5 separate regions of the Sus scrofa genome follow, and regions 1, 2, 4 and 5 are each linked to region 3. A link is a contact called in public Hi-C and HiChIP or PLAC-seq data. All regions are on one chromosome and are shown on one strand. The core of a region is the stretch at or near the end of the contact, and the rest is flanking DNA. Distances in the headings are between cores, read along the strand shown. Region 1 overlaps KCNQ5 (potassium voltage-gated channel subfamily KQT member 5). Region 2 holds the start of KCNQ5 (potassium voltage-gated channel subfamily KQT member 5). Region 3 overlaps KCNQ5 (potassium voltage-gated channel subfamily KQT member 5). Region 4 overlaps KCNQ5 (potassium voltage-gated channel subfamily KQT member 5). Region 5 overlaps KCNQ5 (potassium voltage-gated channel subfamily KQT member 5).

Region 1 (3,603 bases), core at 890-3,389, 330 kb before region 3:
TTTTTCATTCCCTTTCATCATGTCCCAGTCTGGGGGCATCCCACGAGGCTTACATTTATAAACATTTCAGCGTCTGCTTCACTGCTGGAGCTGTGTATTGGGCTTCAGCCAACAATTCTTTGTGCGTTGGAGGAGACGAAAGCATTTCACCATGTGGAGAAGGGTCACTTCCCAAATAGCAGGTCTCCTTGCCCTTGGCCCTAGCTAGGAACTCCCCAAATTCTCCTCTTTCCCCAATACTTTTCCTGTTTCTATTCAGGTAGTGATCAGAAGAGGATGAACTACCTACCAGTAGAAGAGCAGAGAGGAGAATGATTTTAAAGTAAAAAATACTGTGACGTCCCAACATGTGAACAAAAAACAAATGCATATATTCTCTGTTTTGCTCATCTTTTCACAAGTGATTTGGGAATTTTGCAAAGTAAGATGGGAGTAAAACTAATGATGTAATGTTTAATGCTATGTACATAATAAAAATACAGCCTTTAAGGTAACAGTTGTGTTTTGGGTTGTTTGATAGAATTATAAAATATCAAGAATTATAAATTTCTGGAATAAATATAAGTATGATCAAATGCAAATTCATAGGCATACCACAAAATGTAAAAAAAAACCTATTTTTTAATCCTTACAATCATCTGGGGAGGCTTTTTAAAGGCAATACGAATGCCTAAGCTTCACTGAAGACCAATTAAATCAGAATCTCTGGAAGGAGATCAAAGCCCTGATGTTAAAAAAAAATTTACATAATTTTTAAAGATTACTTTTCATTTACAGTTGTTAAAAATATTGACTATATTCTCCATGCTGTACAATAACATCCTTGAGCCTATCTTACACCTAATAGTTTGTACCTGCCCTCCCCACTGGTAACCACTGGTTTGTTCTCTGTATCTGTGTGTTTTAACCACCAATTTTTTTTTTTTTTGGTCTTTTTGCCTTTTCTAGGGCTGCTCCCGCGGCATATGGAGATTCCCAGGCTAGGAATCCAATCAGAGATGTGGCCACCGGCCTATGCCAGAGACACAGCAACGCAGGATCCGAGCCACGTCTGCAACCTACACTGGATTCTTAACCCACTGAGCAAGGCCAGGGATCGAACCTACAACCTCATGGTTCCTAGTCGGATTCGGTAACCACTGCGCCATGATGGGAACTTCTAACCACCAATTTTTTAAAGCTCTCTAGAAGACTCCATTTTTGGCTGAGTTGAGACCCTTGTACTGATCATGTACTAAGAGTGCCTGGCAGAAATGCACAGAACTCTATTATGTATGTGTTGTGGTAATTGCAAACTGCCTACAATGACATATGCAAGGGGGAAAAAAACCCACTAAAATGCAGTTCTATACCTTCAAAAACTTCTTTAAAGCTTTGTCTGAAAACATGTGTAGAAAAGACCAGAAGCCAAATGATGAAATTTTCTCTTGGTTAGTTTCAAGATAGGGAGCTAGAAGGAAAAAACTCAACAGACTTCAGAAATGCAAAGGATTCAACAGCTGTTACCTGGATTGAAGTGGGAAGTCAGCAGACCTATTTTTAGGCATTGCACTGAGAGGTGATCCCTTCTATCACACCCTGCTGGAGAGGGCTTGCCCAGAGGAGATCAAGTTTTAAAACCACATTCAATAAAAGAAACTATTCTATAAATTGTAAACAGACCCAGCAGCATGGAAGCCATCTCAATACCATCTCAAGCCACAGGTTGAGGAAGGTTAAATTGAGTATATGGTTTTAAAAATAGATTTTAGGAGTTCTTATCATGATTCAGTGGTTAACGAACCCGACTAGTATCCCTGAGGACCTGGATTTGATCCCTGGCCTTGCTCGGTGGGTTAAGGATCTGGCATTGCTGTGAGACGTGGTAGGTTACAGATGCTCTTGGATCCTGCACTGCTGTGGCTGTGGTGTAGGCTGGCAGCTACAGTTCCAATTCCCTGGCTAGCCTGGAACCTCCATATGCTGCAGGTATGGCCCTAAAAAGACCCCCCCCCCCAAAAAAAAAGATTTTAATGTCTGGTTTGATTGAAAAATTTTTTTCAGAGGAAATAAATTCCAGAAAATGTTGGTAGTTAATACCAGGTGAAATCACACTATTAGCAATAGTCCAAAAATAAATGTAACAGGAAGAGAGGAAAGAGGCAGGATGGGTGGATCTAGCTCACTAGTGACTGGAAGGAATTGCCACAGAGGACAGGGGAGGCTTATCACCTACTCTTCTGCTTTTGTACCAAAGACATAAAGCATCAGCAGATGCTTTCGAGAAGTTTCTATGATGACTTGATGTCTGAGGAAGAAGAATGACAAATAGATTTACTTCAGAGGTTTGAAAGGAATGAGATATGATGAAACTATTGCAATTTTTGAAAGGAATAAACTAATTATAATGTGCAAAGAAAATTAGTTTTGTTTTTAAAAACAGTGAGATGACCTGAAATTATGTTGAAATCAAGAACATTTCAGTTTGAAATCAATAATTATTCCAAGTAGAAAGGAACCAAATTCATATATGTGGGTCTATTCCATTTTTCACACTTTTAGGTGCTATATTGCATGTGGTCTTATATATTACAATTCCTTGTCCATTATCAAGATCCATTCAGTACTTCTATGTAGAATAAATTGAAAACAGATACTTTAGGGCTCCTTTGTGTTTACAGTCATATATTAGTAACATTAAGCCCTGATGGAACTCTGTGCCTGAAGTTTACCCAAATGTGATATAGAGAGTAGATCTCAGGTTAAGAGTTCTTAATCACACTAAAAACTATTTTAAAATAAATGTACAGATACAGAAAAAATTACTTCATTCATTTATTCTTCCACAGACTTTCCTTGTTTGTGCCAATAAATGTGCCAAACACTACTTTAGGCATTCAGATGTATATAAATAAACCTGAAATCTTCTCAGCCTTCAAGGGACTCTTGGTCTGTAGAGTGGAAGATGGGAGAGGAATTATATCAAAGAAAGGTGAGGAATGTGATGCACTGAAAGATGTTCTTGAGCATCTAGAGAAGAAGCAGATGGAGGAGTGGGCAACCTTCCTGGAAAGGCATGGGGATGAAAAGACTGCAGGATGCAGGTTTGGCCTGGCCAGGAGGTCAGAGCTGCAGGGCATAGTGACAAGAGCAGGTCTCAAGGATGAGTGGAATGCATGGACCAGGCTCTGACAGTTGCTCAGACTTCCCTTGTTTTTGATGACTTTGAGAGTTTTGAGAAGTACTGGTCAGCTGTTTTGTAGAATGTCCCTCAATTTGGGCTTGTGTGATGTTTTTTCATAGAGTGGAGTTAAAGGTTTTTGGAGGAAGACTGCATGAAAAAAGTATAATCACATTAAGGGTACAGACTATCAATATGACTTATCAGTGAAGACATTGACCTTGATACGCTATCTAGGGTGGTGATCATCAGTTTTTTCCTCTTTTTTCCATACTGTCCTCTTTGTAAGGAAGCCACTATGCTCAGCCTACCTTTATGGGGTGGGGGGCCTGGCCCACCCCCTTGGGAGCATGTAGATAAACATTTGAGTTCTTCCACAAGGGAGATCTGTCTCTTCTCTCCCATCTATTAATTTATTCAATCATCTATCCTTATCAATATGG
Region 2 (3,745 bases), core at 252-2,751, 470 kb before region 3:
CACTAACAATAAAAAGTCAGGGCAGAGCGTTTAAGTGCAGCTACTGCCAGAGGCAGAAAGAAGCTGCAGCGACCGCGGGTGTGAGGACACAAGGGACTTGGGAGAGCATCTCTCTCTGAGGGGTGGAGTCAGCTGAAATAAGACTTTTGCCTCGGTTTTAAGCTTCTGGAAGGAAAAGGCTCATGGACTCAGTACCTTGGAACCATCTGCTCTGGCTTTGTGGTGGAACCTTAGTACTTCCCTCTGTTTAACTTGGTGATCTTTACTTTAATATTGGGTGAGGGGGTGGTTTCCACTTTGTCGGAATAAGTTCTCACGTCTGGCTTCCTTTCAGTTTTCCCACGCTAACTGGGATGTTTAGCGGCTTATGGTTTTTAACACAGTCTTACTGAAGGCCAGAGGCCGCAGCTAGGGGCACCGTGGCCTGCGTCCTCCCCAGAGGCTTGGGGCTTTGAGGGGCCCGCCCTAGTGTTAGAGGTGGTGGGAGACCCAGTCAGCCATTCCTCGCCACAGGGCTTTCACCGCGGAAGTAACTGCTGATAGGGGTGAAGTGGGGACCCTGCGCAGCCAGCGTCCTGGGCTCTCCATCCTCCACGATTTCTCTCCCAAACACCGCGGCTGCGGCCGCCACTGCCGAGACTTCACCGTTTAATAACTTGCTCGGGTTTAAATGAAAATTTCTTAACGGAGGGAACCCGGTTTGTCATCTCCTTGCTTCGCGAGGCTGTCAGGCGCAGCCCCAGGGCCACTCGTCAACCTCGGAGGAGCCACTCTGGAGTTTCTACGCCCTCCCCACACTCCACCCCCGGCGGAGAAGGATGTCCAGCGACTCGCGGACTGCCGTCTGAGGCTGGGATGGAAAGTCCCAACCCGCAAGCCGGAGTGAGCTGCGAGGAGATGCCCGGTGCCCGCCTCGCCGGCTCGGCAGTTGTATCCTAGGGGGTCTGCACTCTGAACGCGGGGACTCGCGCGCGCGCGGGGACTGGCAGGAAGCCGAGGGGCAGGGCAGGACTGCTCCCGCTCACACCCCTCGCGGAAGGACGGCAGGACCTGTGGGTGCGGTGGCGTAGCGGCGGGAATAAACAGCGCCAGGCAGCTCCTGCTTCGCCGCAGGGCACACGAGGGGCTTCACCTTCTGGACCGCTCCAAAGCCCCGGGGAGAAAACACCAAACTCCGCCTCCTGGGAGAGGGGCTTCGGAGCCCAGTCCCCTCCAGCGTGTGGAGCGGAGGACTAGGAGAGAGCCGGGGCCGGGGCCGGGCGTGCGCGCGGGGAGCTGCCCGCGCAGCCCTGGGGGCACTTGGCGAGGAGAACGCGCCCGCCGCGCGAACGGAGGGAGCCGGAGACACCCTCTCAGAGTGACGCCCCAACAGGTCCCGATTTCGCATTCGGCGCTACAGGCTGCCAGAAGCTGAGACTCCTCGCCTCCTCCGCGCGCCCCCTCCGCCGCGCCGGCGGCCGCTTCCCCGCCCCCGGCTCGCAAGTCGCGGGCTGCCGGGCGCCCCGTCGGCCGCGGCTGCCTCCTCGAAAGCCTTCGGCGCGCATGAGGCCGCGGCCCCCGCCGCCGGCGCTGGCGCCCCCCTCACGGTGCCCGCGGTGATGCCATGCCCCGCCACCACGCGGGCGGAGAGGAGGGCGGCGCCGCCGGGCTCTGGGTGAGGAGCGGCGCGGCGGCGGCGGGCGGGGGGCGCCCGGGCGGCGGCATGAAGGATGTGGAGTCGGGCCGGGCCCGGGCGCTGCTGAACTCGGCGGCCGCCAGGGGCGACGGGCTGCTGCTGCTGGGCACCCGCGCGGCCGCGCTCGGCGGCGGCGGCGGCCTGAGGGAGAGCCGGCGGGGCAAGCAGGGCGCCCGGATGAGCCTGCTGGGGAAGCCGCTCTCCTACAGCAGCGGCCAGAGCTGCCGGCGCAACGTCAAGTACCGGCGGGTGCAGAACTACCTGTACAACGTGTTGGAGAGACCCCGCGGCTGGGCGTTCGTCTACCACGCGTTCGTGTGAGTACCCGCGCCCCCCACGTGCCCCCCGCCACTGCCGCGGCGGGGACCCTTTCCGCCTGGTCCCCCGGGACGCTCGGCGCCGACGCCCTGGCCGGGCGCGCGCGTGCACACTCGCACGCGCGTACACACTCGCGCGCGCACGTGGTGGCTTTTATTTCTTTGCACGTGTTTATGGTCTTCCTCCTAGAGCCTTCCACCTCCCTCAGCCCCACCTCTCCTGCCTTTGTGGACCGAGACTTACCCCCAGCGCACTCAGTCTGCTGCCCCGACGCTCTAGGCACCCCAGGGGGCAGCCCGGCAGGCGTGAGACTCAGGTTGCGCGGATAATTGGGAGTGATTAGGTCCCGAGATACGTCCTTTCCAACCGAGGAGGGCGCCCGGGAGCTGGGAAAGGCAGAAGGAGGCCCGTGCGCCGGCTTAGGACTGGGGAGTGGGTGTCGGAGAGGTTAGGAGGTGATGGCGGGGTAGACGGGGTGGGGAGAGGAGAGACTGAGGCCTGAGTCCTCGGTCCCCAGGGCGGAGCCGGAGAAACTGCTACTTAGTAGGGGGAGAAGCTAGGTTTCAAGTGCGCCCGGAAGCACGCCTCACCGCCACCTCAACCACCGCTAACGGAAAATCTGTAGGTTCCTGTGGTCCTTCCTGCTACAGAGGTAGCCAGGGTCTAGAAGAGGCGAGCAGGGCAACGCGAGAGGATGCTCCGAGGAGCGGGAAGACTGGCGCACAGGGGCGCGGGCCAGGTGCGAGGGCAAAGGCTCGGACGCGCCGGCCGCCTGGGACGCAGATCAGGCAGCGGGGTTAAGCAGGCATAGGTGGCTCTGAGTCAAAGGGTGGGTGTGTTAAGTAAGCCCTCGCCATGTAGCAGAGAATGCTTAATGAGAAAATGATTGGAAGCAAATGTTTATTTTTCCCTTAGGCATTTAAAACCTTTCAGTGGCTTTAAAGTTTACTACTGTTTTCCCCACAAAGTCCATTCATTCAGTCTCCTCTTAGGAATTAGGTTTATCTGGACATTTTAAGGTAGTTTTTTATGCCCTTACCTTCTAACTTTTAAAATTTTCCTCTTTTTTTTTTCTCCTCTCTTTTTAGTTCCCTTTTTCTGCTTCTTTGTGTTTCAGTGAAATATAAAGACATCAGCCATAGAAGGCCAGTAGGCACTCAATGATAAGTTCCTTGTTTTCTAGTAAAATAGGTTTTGAACACATGCATTAGGTTTCTTTTAGAAACAAGGCATGTCATCCAAACATACCTCTCACCTGGGATGGAGAACTGGCATCAATTTCAAAACGTCTTTTGAAATAACATGGACGAAGAGGCTGGTTTTGTAAATAGGTGAACCTGGAATTTGACCATGTAGAAGTCAGGAAATTGGTGGAGTCTACAATCCGGGGCTCTGGTGTCTGGAAAATTTTACAGTCCCAGATTGATGTGAACATGTAGCATTAGGTGGAATATTCCAGCCAACTTTCCATCTTACAGTGTACACACAGGAGAACTTGTGTAACATCATTATTACATCAAAAGGTATACTGCATGTCAAATTCACATTGAATTAAATGTGCTTACTGTAGTAAATGTTAGACGTAGAAAAACACTACTGATACTTTTCATCATCCCCTCTGAGTTGATATATAATTGGCCCTGCTACCAAATGAGCCTGATAAATTATTTTGACCTCTCAGGATCTCCTAAAACATTTAGCAATAGTGAGCTGTGCTCAGTTTGGCAGCAAAGTGTATACTGTATGGAAAAT
Region 3 (3,512 bases), core at 688-3,187:
GAGCTGCAGCTGCCAGGCTACACCACAACCACAGCAACGCCAGCTCTGAGCCGTGTCTGCAACCTACACTACACCTCACAGTAATGCCAGATCCTTAACCCACTGAGCAAAGCCAGGGATCAAACCCACATCCTCATGGATACTAGTCAGATTCATTACCACTGAGCCACAACGGGAACTCCTAGTTTTCTTTTTATGTACATCATTGTACATGGTTAATTAGCCTATTTTAATTTTACTGAACACTTAAAAATACTTTCATACTCTTATATACTATTCATAATTTTTTCACAGCTATGCAGTACACCATCATGATCAAATACTATAATTTAGAGTTTCCTACTTTGGGACATTGAAAACTTATATAACTCTCTTCTCTCTACAATAGGCAATAATGCAATAAACATTATTGCATTAAACTATCTTTGGGAGTTCCTGTCGTGGCGCAGTGGTTAACGAATCCGACTAGGAACCATGAGGTTGAGGGTTCGGTCCCTGCCCTTGCTCAGTGGGTTAACGATCCGGCGTTGCCGTGAGCTGTGGTGTAGGTTGCAGACACGGCTCGGATCCCGAGTTGCTATGGCTCTGGTGTAGGCCAGTGGCTACAGCTCCGATTCGACCCCTAGCCTGGGAACCTCCATATGCCACAGGAGCGGCCCAAAGAAATAACAAAAAAAAAAAAAAAAAAAAAAAGACAAAAATAAATTAAAAAAAAAAAACCAAAACTATCTTTGTTTTCTTTTTGAAATTATTTTCCAAAGATAACTCCCCTAGTATAAAAGTAAAAGATTGCTGATTTTTAATTTTTTTAATTTTTTTTCTTACCATAAAACTTCATTCTGGAGTTCCTGTTGTGACGCAGTGGAAACAAACCCAACTAGGAACCACGAGGTTGCAGGTTCGATCCCTGGCCTTTCTCAGTGGGTTAAGGATCTGGTGTTGCCATGAGCTGTGGTGTAGGTCACAGATGCGGCTCAGATCCTGCTTTGCTGTGGCTGTGGTGTAGGCCAGCAGCTGTAGCTTTGATTCGACCCCTAGCCTGGGAACCTCCATATGCCTTGGGTGTGGTCCCAAAAAGCAAAAAAAAAAAAAACCTTTGTTCTGACTTAGATTGTCACTAGCAAAGGTCACAGTGTACCAGATTCACCGCAGTTTGGTTAGTATTAATTATTATTCTTTTGCTATTAAATAGATGTAAGTCCATACTTTCAAATTATTTTAATTTTTTTTTAATTTCTAGTTAGGTTGAAAAGTTTTCTATCATTTTTTTCTTTTTTTTGCTACTGGTGGTCTTCCCTGACTGATTTATTTTTACATTTATATTTTGAATTGTGATCCGTTCAAATAAGCTTTTTATATTTTATAAATATTAAGCTTTTCCTTATGTTTCTATTTTTTCCTAATCAGGTATTTTCTTTTACATTGTAATTTAGCTATATCAGGTAGTAACATTTTTCTGTCTTTGTGACCAAAACTGTCAGCTGTTTCCTTTATAATTCCTCCTAATGACCCAAACGGCAGGACATTACCATTCCTCCGCAGACAAAACAAATGTTTTCTGCTCAGTTTTGACAATTTGATTTATTTTGGTCTCTGAACATGCAAGCTTCTTGGATGGAAAAACAGTTCAAAGAGAACAGAGTCACAGCCTGAAGAGCAGGGTGTCAGGTGGCTGAGGGATAGAAAACAGTGGCTGGAATTCAGAAACCTGAGGCCCCAAGGTTGAGCAAAAAAGGTGATGAAACCTTGTTCCCAAGGCACTAGTTTGTAAGGAATTTCTTTTTCTGCCTTTTATGATGTATTTCCTGTCGTCCTGGGAAGCACCTACAAGTGTCTCAGATTGTGCAAAATATACTTGTGGTATGAAGGGAAACGGGGGGAATTAGTTTAAGTCCTATGGCAGATGAGTCACACACATACCTCGGTTCTGGCTGGGAGAAACAGAGGCACCATTTTCCACTTACAGTCAATGGTCCTTGGCTGCATATGAATTCCTAGGGGAAGCTTCCTCTGGGAAAACTCTGAGGCCTACCTTCCAGCTTGTCCTGGGTATTGAGATTTTTTTAAATGCTCCCCAGGTGATTCTAACGGCCAGCTAAGGTTGAAAACCATTCTAATCATTTTGTCAAGAAATGTAAAAAGAAATCTAATCTATAAGAGCAGGTGACCAAGAACATGAACTAGAAACTACCTGTCCTTTTTTCCTAAGCACTTGCATCTTGACAGCCAAATTTGTAGTGGAAAAAGAAAAACAGTCTTTGGACATAGCAGAAGTTTCCAGAATGTTCTCTTTATCATGTAAGGTCCAAGTAGTTCTTTCCAAAAACTATGGAATAGGGTTTCCAAAATCAAGAGAAACAAAGCTCAAGATTTGAAAGTAGATCCTGAACACTGCTAATTAATAGAAGACAGAGCCAGTTGGGGGAGTCAAAGGATTGTATTTTATTATTATTTTTATTAAAGTATAGTTGATTTACAATGTTCTGTCAGGTCCTGCTCAGACTGTATTTTAAACTTCTTCTCCTCCAAGCACAGACTGTGCGTGCACTGGGCAGTCCCACTGGTCGTGGGAGGCTTGCCCACAGGGAGCTGGGCTTTGGGGAGCACCTCACCCCATTGGCACACTGCCCTTCATGACGGCTTTTGCAGATCAGTGCTCACATAAGCTTATGTTCCCATGACCCACATTTCCCAAAATGCCAGGGCAGAGGGCCAGCAGTGTGGTCGGAGAGCACAGAGCCAGCCTTGGCTGAAAGCGTAGCCCCACCCAGGTGCCTCAGAGTTCACAGAGGGTTTTAAGCCTCTAGGAATCACGAGAAAGACATTTAACATGTTGTTAGCCTCACTGGAAACGATATCGATATCTCCAGATACTTAAAAACAGAAAGATAGCATTTTTCCCCATTTTTGTGGCTTTGAAATAAGACGTTCTCTGACTCAGCCCTTGCTTCAGTACATCAGCAAAGACATATGTCCTATTAGTTTGCTCTGACCCAGCTTACAAAAAAAAAAAAAAATATTTTTAAAAACTGAGAGGAGCTTAATTTATGTCTTGAATAATTAAGTTATAGGATATAATGAAATTCCCTAAGAGGCATTTGGATCAGTGACGCCCATCTTCTGCCCAGCCTGTTCCTAAACAAGATGAAGAGACTCAAGGTCTTTCTGGGTAGCAGGACGGAGGAAAGGGTTCAGTGTTCAGCCGGGAGAAAACGGCCTTGTAATCTCTTGGGATGTTCCAGTTCCACTTACAGTCAGTGTGCATATTATAGCTTCACTGCCTTTCCTTCTGCACTTTTTGTGACAGTCCTACCTGCTGAAGAAGTTTTCCATTAACCTCATAATAATCCAAGGACCCTGAATTTTATGCCTCTTAATTATATGGACCTGCCTCATCGTGTTCTGGTTGGCTGTATTGGATTTTCAAGTAGATAAGCCACTGATCCAAGCCTTGCAAAATCTGCCTTCCTGTAACCTCCCCAGAGTCCCCAGTTTTATGAGGGATGAGGGGA
Region 4 (3,969 bases), core at 184-2,683, 270 kb before region 3:
ATGGTTGAGATACCAGCCCCTCTCTCAAGTAACTACACAGAGAGTTTTTCCATCACCTTCTGAGTAATGCATCACAATGCTGAATATAGGATCGCTGAGAAAATCTAACTTAAATCTAGCCTTCTTGCCTCTGTCACAGCCCCATGCTGCAAACTGGCTCCCCCACCTCTTTGTATTCCCCTTTTCTGGTTATGTTACCTATTATTCATGGAGTACTCTATAAAACTACCATAATTCCCATTAGTTTTGTAAAAACACTATTTTGATTGTGAACTTCTAATGATAAGGACCAGCCAGGGAACTATGCTCAGTATTTTGTAATAACTTACAAGAGAAAAGAATCTGAAAAAAATATATATATATATGCATATGTGTAACTGAATCACTTTGCTGTACACCTGAAACTAACACAACATTGTAAATCAACTATATTTCAATTTTTTTTTAAAAAAAAGTTCCTATGTAAAAATCCTGTGAAGGTCACTTATGATGGAGCATGAAAATGGGAGAAAAAAAGAATGTATACATGTATGTGTAACTGGGTCACCATGCTGTACAGTAGAAAAAAAATTGTATAGGGGAAATAACAATAAAAAAGTAATAAAAATACAAAAAAAAATTTTTAAGAGAAACATAAATAAATAAATAAATAAATAAATAAATAAAACAAAGTTTGGAGTTTCCTGGTGGCTCAGGGGGTTAAGGATCTGGTGTTGTTACTGCTATGGCATAGGTTCTATCACTGGCCTAGGAAGTTTCCCATGCCATGGGGTGAGGCCAAAATAAGTAAATAAAAATAACGAATAAATAAATAAATAAATACAAATTGTAAAGTAATCAGTTCTGTAGAAATAACATCCCTAACCTTTCCCTAAATTACATGAAGGTTGTGACATTTCGTGGCCCCTGGGGCAGCTAAATATAAACAGGTTATGCTGTGCTGCTCCCTCTGCTTTTGCTGACTGACACAACAATTAAGGAAACAAGTTTCCTTTGTAAATTACAGCTCCACACAGCTTTGAGTAAGCAGAGAGTGTACATTAGAAATATTTTTAGCTTGACATGAAACTTTCCAAAGGCTCCTAATTAAGCATTTAAGCCCAAGAAACTGTAATTGCGACTGCCAAAATAACTGGGAAATCATACCTTTGGTGGGATCTGTCTTAAACTAAAACTATTGTTTGGAAAGCCCTATGGAAAAGCTTTATTATTCTTCAACATCCTCTTAAATAGAAGGGCACTTCTAATACTGCCCACTGGATGAAAAATTCAGACACGCTGTTTATATGTGGGGAGTGTATACAATAAATGTATGACCACATACAAGTGAAAAGAGTGGCTATAAACATCATTCCTTTGTGACTGGAAGAGAAAGATTCCAGAGTCTTGTCCTACTAAACTCCACAGTAGAGCATCAAATTTCCATGAGTCAGATGGGGATTCTGGCCGTGGGAGTTAAGCTATCCGCATCACTGGGAGAGGTCTTATGAGAACACCATCTCACTTATTATTTGCTCCCCAAACTATTTGGTCTCTGTAAAAGTGTGGCATTTCCTAAAGAATGGTAATGGAGTTTTATGCAGAATATTTCTCTACAGCTCATACTTCAAATACTGTTACAAGAAGGTAATGTGCTTTTTACAGTTTCAGTGCTAAGAGCTTTCAGATTAAAATATCAATTTCCTTTTAATGAGGATTTTTCAAGGCCATTAGCATATATGGGTTTAAAATAACTGTCATCCACTGCCATCATCATAACAAGTCATGGTTTGGTCACTGGTGCAATTACCCAGATAAGTCAGAGTATTTTTAGAGGACTTTACAACTGTGCAATTTTAAATAAATGATTAGGTGAAAGTGATGTTGTTTATTTCATTATCATTTTTACAACGATTTCATTATTATTTTTATTGGAATTTATTGAAGTGATCAATTATGATGATGATTCACTTAAATCCCAAAGATTTTCAGCAGCACAGTAAGTGGCACAGTCTGGGCTTTCAGTAAAACCTTGTTGACCACTGACATTTGTGAGGTACTTCCTGTAGGCACCGGGCATTGCGTGCACTGACTCACTGAATCCCTCAACAGTGCTAATATTACACTCATCCTACTGAGATGAGGAGACTAAGGATCAGAGAGGTTAGGTAACCATGTCCAAGGGGACACAGTACAAAAGGTTGTAGTTGTGTTTGGGCTCAGCCAGTCTGGCTCAGACTCTTAACATCAACACTATGTAGATAAACAAATCTTTATTAAAAGAACAAATTAATATATGAGTGACACTCCACAGCATAAGAGGAAGACATCAAACTACAGTAGACTCTGTATGACAGTAAAATAATGAAGCTTGTTTTCCAACAGATACTATATCCCATTGGTTTCAGAGGTATGCAGTTTCCAAATAGGCCCTTGGAATGCTCTCATCTTGTACTAATGGCATCTCCAATTCTCAAAACAGGTGTGGAACTACCCTTGGGGATTGACTTTAGTTAGTTTATAAGCCACAGATGTACACAACATAGCTTAATGGGTTTATAGTCCCATGATATTTTTTTCACCAAAGAGGCTTATCTGCATGATCATGCACCCTCCTCACCAAAGTTGGCTTTGGATGCCATTTGGCTGTGAAAAGAGTCCAATCCATCCTCAAAGGGTGCAAATGTGCCAAGAGTCAAAGGATTCAAAAGGCTCTGTCGCAGGCTATTTCCATTAGTTTCCAAATCATTTTGAGGGATAAAGGCATTGCTCTAAAGGTATATAGTCCACTAAGTTGGAATTTTTGATGGGGACCCTGTTCATTTGGGTAAGCTATTCAGAAAACCAAAATGGCCTCATTCTTTTAAAATCCAAGTATGAAAACCTCTGCCTTTCCTTGGCGTGCGTGCACTGTGCTAGAAATTAAGGGACAGAGTAGCGAGTTCAGGAGGACAGCTACTGATATGTTTTTCCCCCAGGAAGTTACAAGATTGAGGTCCCTGAGAAAGATCCCTTTCTCCCACTGAGTCTTTTAGGGGTGATGGTGATGTTAGACTTCTGGGTGGTCCACAATGATTTACTCAAAAAGTGGGAGAGTGAAGGATTTTAGTAGGAATAGGGAATTGGTCTCAGGCAAAACTTAGAAGAAACTTTGTTTTCTGAGACCGTTGGGTGCCCTCAGCCTCTAGTCCATCTCCTAATGCAATGGCACCCCCCACACACACCTCAATTCTTGCTCTATGCTGGATGTCAGGAAGGTCCTAGCTAATAGCAGTTTGCCAAGTGACCAAGCACTAACATTTGCATTAAGCAAAGAAACTTTTAAAGAAGGAAAAAGGGGAGGAATGCCTCTATCCTTTGCACTTGCTTTCTTCATCAGACAGTAAATCAGCAGAGACTTGCAAACCATCTCTGCACTGCAGAAAGATTGTCAGTTCCTTCTTTAGAGGGAGATATAGCTTAGAAATAGCTGTAGAAATTTAAATTACATGTACACACATTCTATTTTCGCACATTTTCATGCTCCATCATAAGTGACTAGACATAGTTCCCAGTGCTACCCAGCAGGATCTCATTGCTAATCCATTCCAAAGGCAATAGTTTGTATCTGTTAACCCCAAGCTCCCCAACCACCCCACTCCCTCCCCCTCCCCCTTGGCAACCACAAGTCTATCCTCAAAGTCCATGATTTTCTTGTCTGTGGAAAAGTTCATTTGTGCCTTATATTAGATTCCATATATAAGTGATATCAGAATGTATACATGTATGTGTAACTGAGTCACCATGCTGTACAGTAGAAAAAAAATTTTATTGGGAAAATAACAATTAAAAAAAAGAAAATTTAAACTTGTGTGTATAACCAAAATAATATATCTGAAGCAGTGACTAACTGAAGAGAACCCTGAATTTCTGATCTTGTATCTCTATCCAGGAAAGCCAGGAAAGATAACCCAAAGGAAAAATTATCCAGTTTTGAAGGAAGTATCTGAA
Region 5 (3,943 bases), core at 1,352-3,851, 310 kb before region 3:
ACCTCTAGTTCAGAATGTCATAGCATATGATTCCTCCCCATGCTTGGTTGGTGGATGGTTTTTGTCAATTCAACTATTTGGAAATCACTCATTTTCAAAGGCTAGAATCCAGCAAAAGAAGGCATCTATACTTTCATGGGAAAAATGAACTAATATAATACTTTGTCTAAATTAAGACTCCCACAAAATAAACTTCTTTGGGTACCAGGAGCATGAAACCCTGTTTTGACCTTCATTTCCTAGTCTGGGTGGCAAGTCAAATTGTTGAGTACATTTGTGATTCTATGGAAGAAGCTAGTGTCTTACCTTCTAAGAGGTTTCATTTATTCTTTTCCTTTGTTCTTTGTTCTTTTGTTCTTTTTTCATTGTCTCAGTCTTTCTTTTGCCTTGTCCATTTATTTCTCAAAATCACTGTTCACAAAACCTTTGCAAAATCTCATTTTCATTTCAAGCTTGTTGTTGCTGTTGTTTCTGCTTTGTTAGGGGAAGATCTTGCTGTGTCGTTCCTTTGAAGTACAATAAAATAGACATTCAAGATATCTTCCTGTACCAGTATTTTGGAATGGGTGTTTTTCTAGGTGTCTTACAAGTAAATCAGCTCTTAAATGAAATAGATCTTTAAATAATATGGTTCTTAAAAATGGCTATATTCTGGTAATCACAAAGTCGTGAATCTGAGCATGTCAATGACTGGCCATGTGTTTTTTATCGTAATTTAGATTGTTTTTTCAATTGACTTTGAGATCCTGTTACAATTCAACCTGCCTCTGGTGTTTTACGTGCCTTAAAACTTGTTGCTACTGTATAATAACTGGGAGAGCATAACTGCAGGGTTCCAATTACTCTAGCAAAGGAAGCCTATTACATTGTCTCCAACTAAGCATGTAATTAATGTCTCTATTTCAAGGCCATTTCAGCAAATTCAAAACCTGCAGACTATCCATACATATTTAGGGATGCATAGGAACACTGGTGATGTCTTCATTGCAATGGACAGCAATGCCAGAATACTTTATTATGGGTTGCAAATATTTTATTATAACTAAAGATGTGGTCTGAAATAAAACATGTCACTCTAAAAAGTCTCAATGGACATAGAATCTCCCCACCCCAGAGAGAGATTTTTCTTTTTTTCTTTTTCATCTTGGCCAAACCAATGGCATTTGGAAGTTCCTGGGCCAGGGATCAAACCCACATCACAGCAGTGACCCAAGCCACTGCAGTGACAATGTCAGATCCTTAACCTGGTGAACCACAAGGGAGCTCCTAGAGAAAGAGTTCTTTAAGTGGGTGAGATGCTTTCGGGTTGTCACAGTGTCTGGGCAGAGGTCACAAATGCTGTCTGTAGTGCATAGGGCATTTGCACTTTGAAATCCTGCTGGATTTTTAGGTAGGTAAAAAACTTATTTATGCTCATCTGAATGTAAGCCTACCTCCATTCTGCAAATAAAAACAAAGTAATTTTGCACAGTCTTAACACTAAATTTTGCAGGAATTCAACTACAGTGTAAATCAAGACATGACTGTAGTGAGTTGTATTTGGAGCTTTACAAAGAGGAGGTTAGCATTTAAAAAAAAATGCCATAGATGGCAACACAGCCATCTATGGCATTTGAGCATATGGCATCTTGTGGCATTTGAGTTGACAATAAAACATGATTGCATTATTATACATTTACAGCAGTTGCCGTCGTGAGGATTCTGTGTCTAGGTGCCACCATCCAACAATGTAATGATACCTTCTAATCAAGTGTATCCTGCCCAAACATTTACCTATGGAAATATATTCTTATTATGAATTACTTTCCTTATGTGTTTCCTTTATATTATGGGTTTGGGGTGGGAATTCTGTGTTTAGGCAATTTTTTTTTCAAATTTAAATTTTTGTCTGCATCTGTGGCATGTGGAAGTTCCCGGGCCAGGGATGGAGCCCACACCACAGAAGCAACCTGAGCCACTGTAGCAACAAAGCCAAATCCTTAACCCTCTGTACCACCAGGGGATTCCTAGGCAAGTTCTTTTATTTATGAATTTCATTGCAGGGTGTTAGCAGGGCAGTATAAAATAACCATGTTCTTAAAGGAGAGTTCGATGAGATAAAGTTAAGATCAATTCTTCTAAAACATATCACTCCTTACAGAGAAGGGAGGTGCTGTCTGTGAGTACTTCGTGCAGAGAAAGGAAAGGCAGGAGAAGCAGCAGGGAGAGTTGGCCTTGATTTCAGCTCCTACTGTGTCAGGCCCCGTGCCCAGCCCCTCAGATGCACGATCTCATTTTTTGTGCACAGTGCTGAGAAATGCCATGTGTGCTTTGACTCTCTTGGCCTGGAGTGCCACACTCCGAAGCTGTCTGCTTGATGACTGGAGAGCAGGCAATGAGAGGAAATGAGGAGATGAATATTCTTGACATTGCTGGGATGTGAAAATTATTTAAAAGTTCTATTAAATAAGTGACAGTCTCAGAGCCTGATTTATGGCAGCAAATGAAATTTTCACAAAGAAGTATTATCGTGAAATTTGAAAAAGATCTTCGTAGATGCGTGCAAGCATTTATAAGCATGTGAATGTCAGTGCAGGCCCAGTGCCCTGCCCCCTATTTATAGCTTCTGGGACACATCCACTAGTGATAAATGAACACTGAAATGCTACACATATGTTTATATCCACTTTTAGCTGTGGAGTTGTTTCAAGACTCATATCTCCACTGTGCCAAATCCCAGGCATTTAGAAAGTACAAGAAAATTTAAATTTCTAAAGGGAATCAAAGTTAAAAAGAGAAAGAGGCTGAGACTGAGAGATACGGCCGTCACAAATCTGACACCGAATTATTTTTTAAAACTACTGCATAGAAATTAAACCTTATCAGACTCAGTACTCATCCTTCTTTGTTGGTCTTTTCTTTTAAAGACTGAGAAAAGAGGACTTTTGCAATATCTAAAGACTTCCTAGGCATCGGGGGCATTGAACATTATTTTAGTATGTAACATTTCAGAGTTGTCCGCTTAGACATTTTAAGTAGATGACAAGTTGCTTTCTTTTTAAAATGCAAAGGTAAGGCTAGAGGTGAGTGCTTCATGAGGAGAGTGTGTCTGTACATCTTATTTTTCACTGACCAGAGCGTTGCCTTAAGAAGGAGTAAACAACGTAGGAAGGGGGGACTCCAGAGAGAGGATACCTATACTGAAAAGAAGGCGTGTGGCAGCCAGTATAATGACATTGGAGCTGCCTAGCATGGATCTTTATTATGCCCTCTTTCTTAGGTTTCCTCGGGTTGCAAGTTGTAGAACCCAAATCAAACTGGTTTAAGCAAAAAAGAGAATGTGCTAGCTCACTTAACTGAAGTCCTTGCTTCAGGCATAGCTGGGTACAAGGACTCCAGTGTTATTAGGTTGGTGTCTGTGGGTCTCCCTATCCACTTCTGGACTCTGCTGTGCTTCCTCTGAATTGACTTTACTCCAAAGTAGCCTCTTCCAACATGTTGGTTGACAGAATCATCATGCCGAAATTTTCCTTATCCAAGCAGAGTGTAAGTCCCTTTTCCCAAAAACTTTGAAAGAAAAGGGTGTGTCCTATTGAACGAATTCAGGTAATGTGCCCATGAAACAATGCTGAGGGCTGGGATGGATCATGATGGTGACCTCCAGGCCAAGGTTGTGCCTTCGTAAAGGGAGGAATGTCAGCTCTTGAAGAACTTGAACCAAAGGTACTGAAACTGGAGGAGGTGAGCTTGTGATCCTCTAAGTGCAGGTGAACCAGCCTGGGAGGAAGAGCCAGATATCGAGAAAATCTGTTTTACTTACAGACAGTTAATCCTAATTTTGTTCATCTTCCTTTTGAGATGTAAGAAGGCATAGTTAGGGAATGACGGAATTTTAGAACTGAAAGAGACTTTGTAAATTATGTAGTTGAAAACCATCAATTTAAGTAATTTTTGAGAATTCGCT

Evidence for each region. Hi-C and Micro-C count contacts between places; a contact is called where the count stands out from the background. HiChIP or PLAC-seq counts read pairs in DNA pulled down with a chosen protein or histone mark.
Region 1: a Hi-C map of skeletal muscle shows a contact between it and region 3, with 4 times the contacts expected there. The contact joins two enhancer-like sites. A contact is called at or near these places in 1 of 47 Hi-C or Micro-C datasets (skeletal muscle) and 1 of 2 datasets of contacts at active chromatin or transcription factors (skeletal muscle).
Region 2: an H3K27ac HiChIP or PLAC-seq map of skeletal muscle shows a contact between it and region 3. The contact joins the promoter of KCNQ5 here to the enhancer-like site in region 3. A contact is called at or near these places in 9 of 47 Hi-C or Micro-C datasets (adipocytes, alveolar macrophages, brain and 5 more) and 1 of 2 datasets of contacts at active chromatin or transcription factors (skeletal muscle).
Region 4: a contact with region 3 is called in an H3K27ac HiChIP or PLAC-seq map of skeletal muscle. The contact joins two enhancer-like sites. A contact is called at or near these places in 1 of 47 Hi-C or Micro-C datasets (embryonic fibroblasts) and 1 of 2 datasets of contacts at active chromatin or transcription factors (skeletal muscle).
Region 5: a Hi-C map of skeletal muscle shows a contact between it and region 3, with 6 times the contacts expected there. The contact joins two enhancer-like sites. A contact is called at or near these places in 2 of 47 Hi-C or Micro-C datasets (both in skeletal muscle) and 1 of 2 datasets of contacts at active chromatin or transcription factors (skeletal muscle).

The regions. Positions count from the first base shown.
Region 1 is chr1:52,572,737-52,576,339 of Sscrofa11.1, forward strand. The region is part of intron 1 of KCNQ5 (potassium voltage-gated channel subfamily KQT member 5); the gene reads left to right. Among named protein-coding and RNA genes, the nearest start is that of KCNQ5, 140 kb to the left of the region's middle. Within about 2 kb of position 2,140, at least 1 of the 83 cell types and tissues checked has an H3K27ac peak or open chromatin away from gene starts, as enhancers often do. A contact at or near this core is called in skeletal muscle, where this site is marked.
Region 2 is chr1:52,433,831-52,437,575 of Sscrofa11.1, forward strand. KCNQ5 (potassium voltage-gated channel subfamily KQT member 5) reads left to right here and starts at 1,502. Exons shown (of 15, transcript XM_021073129.1): 1 at 1,502-1,992. The coding sequence starts at 1,604.
Region 3 is chr1:52,902,399-52,905,910 of Sscrofa11.1, forward strand. The region is part of intron 11 of KCNQ5 (potassium voltage-gated channel subfamily KQT member 5); the gene reads left to right. Among named protein-coding and RNA genes, the nearest start is that of DPPA5, 83 kb to the right of the region's middle. Within about 2 kb of position 1,938, at least 20 of the 83 cell types and tissues checked have an H3K27ac peak or open chromatin away from gene starts, as enhancers often do. A contact at or near this core is called in skeletal muscle, where this site is marked.
Region 4 is chr1:52,634,653-52,638,621 of Sscrofa11.1, forward strand. All of the region lies in intron 1 of KCNQ5 (potassium voltage-gated channel subfamily KQT member 5), which reads left to right. Among named protein-coding and RNA genes, the nearest start is that of KCNQ5, 200 kb to the left of the region's middle. Within about 2 kb of position 1,434, at least 3 of the 83 cell types and tissues checked have an H3K27ac peak or open chromatin away from gene starts, as enhancers often do. A contact at or near this core is called in skeletal muscle, where this site is marked.
Region 5 is chr1:52,591,905-52,595,847 of Sscrofa11.1, forward strand. All of the region lies in intron 1 of KCNQ5 (potassium voltage-gated channel subfamily KQT member 5), which reads left to right. Among named protein-coding and RNA genes, the nearest start is that of KCNQ5, 160 kb to the left of the region's middle. Within about 2 kb of position 2,602, at least 5 of the 83 cell types and tissues checked have an H3K27ac peak or open chromatin away from gene starts, as enhancers often do. A contact at or near this core is called in skeletal muscle, where this site is marked.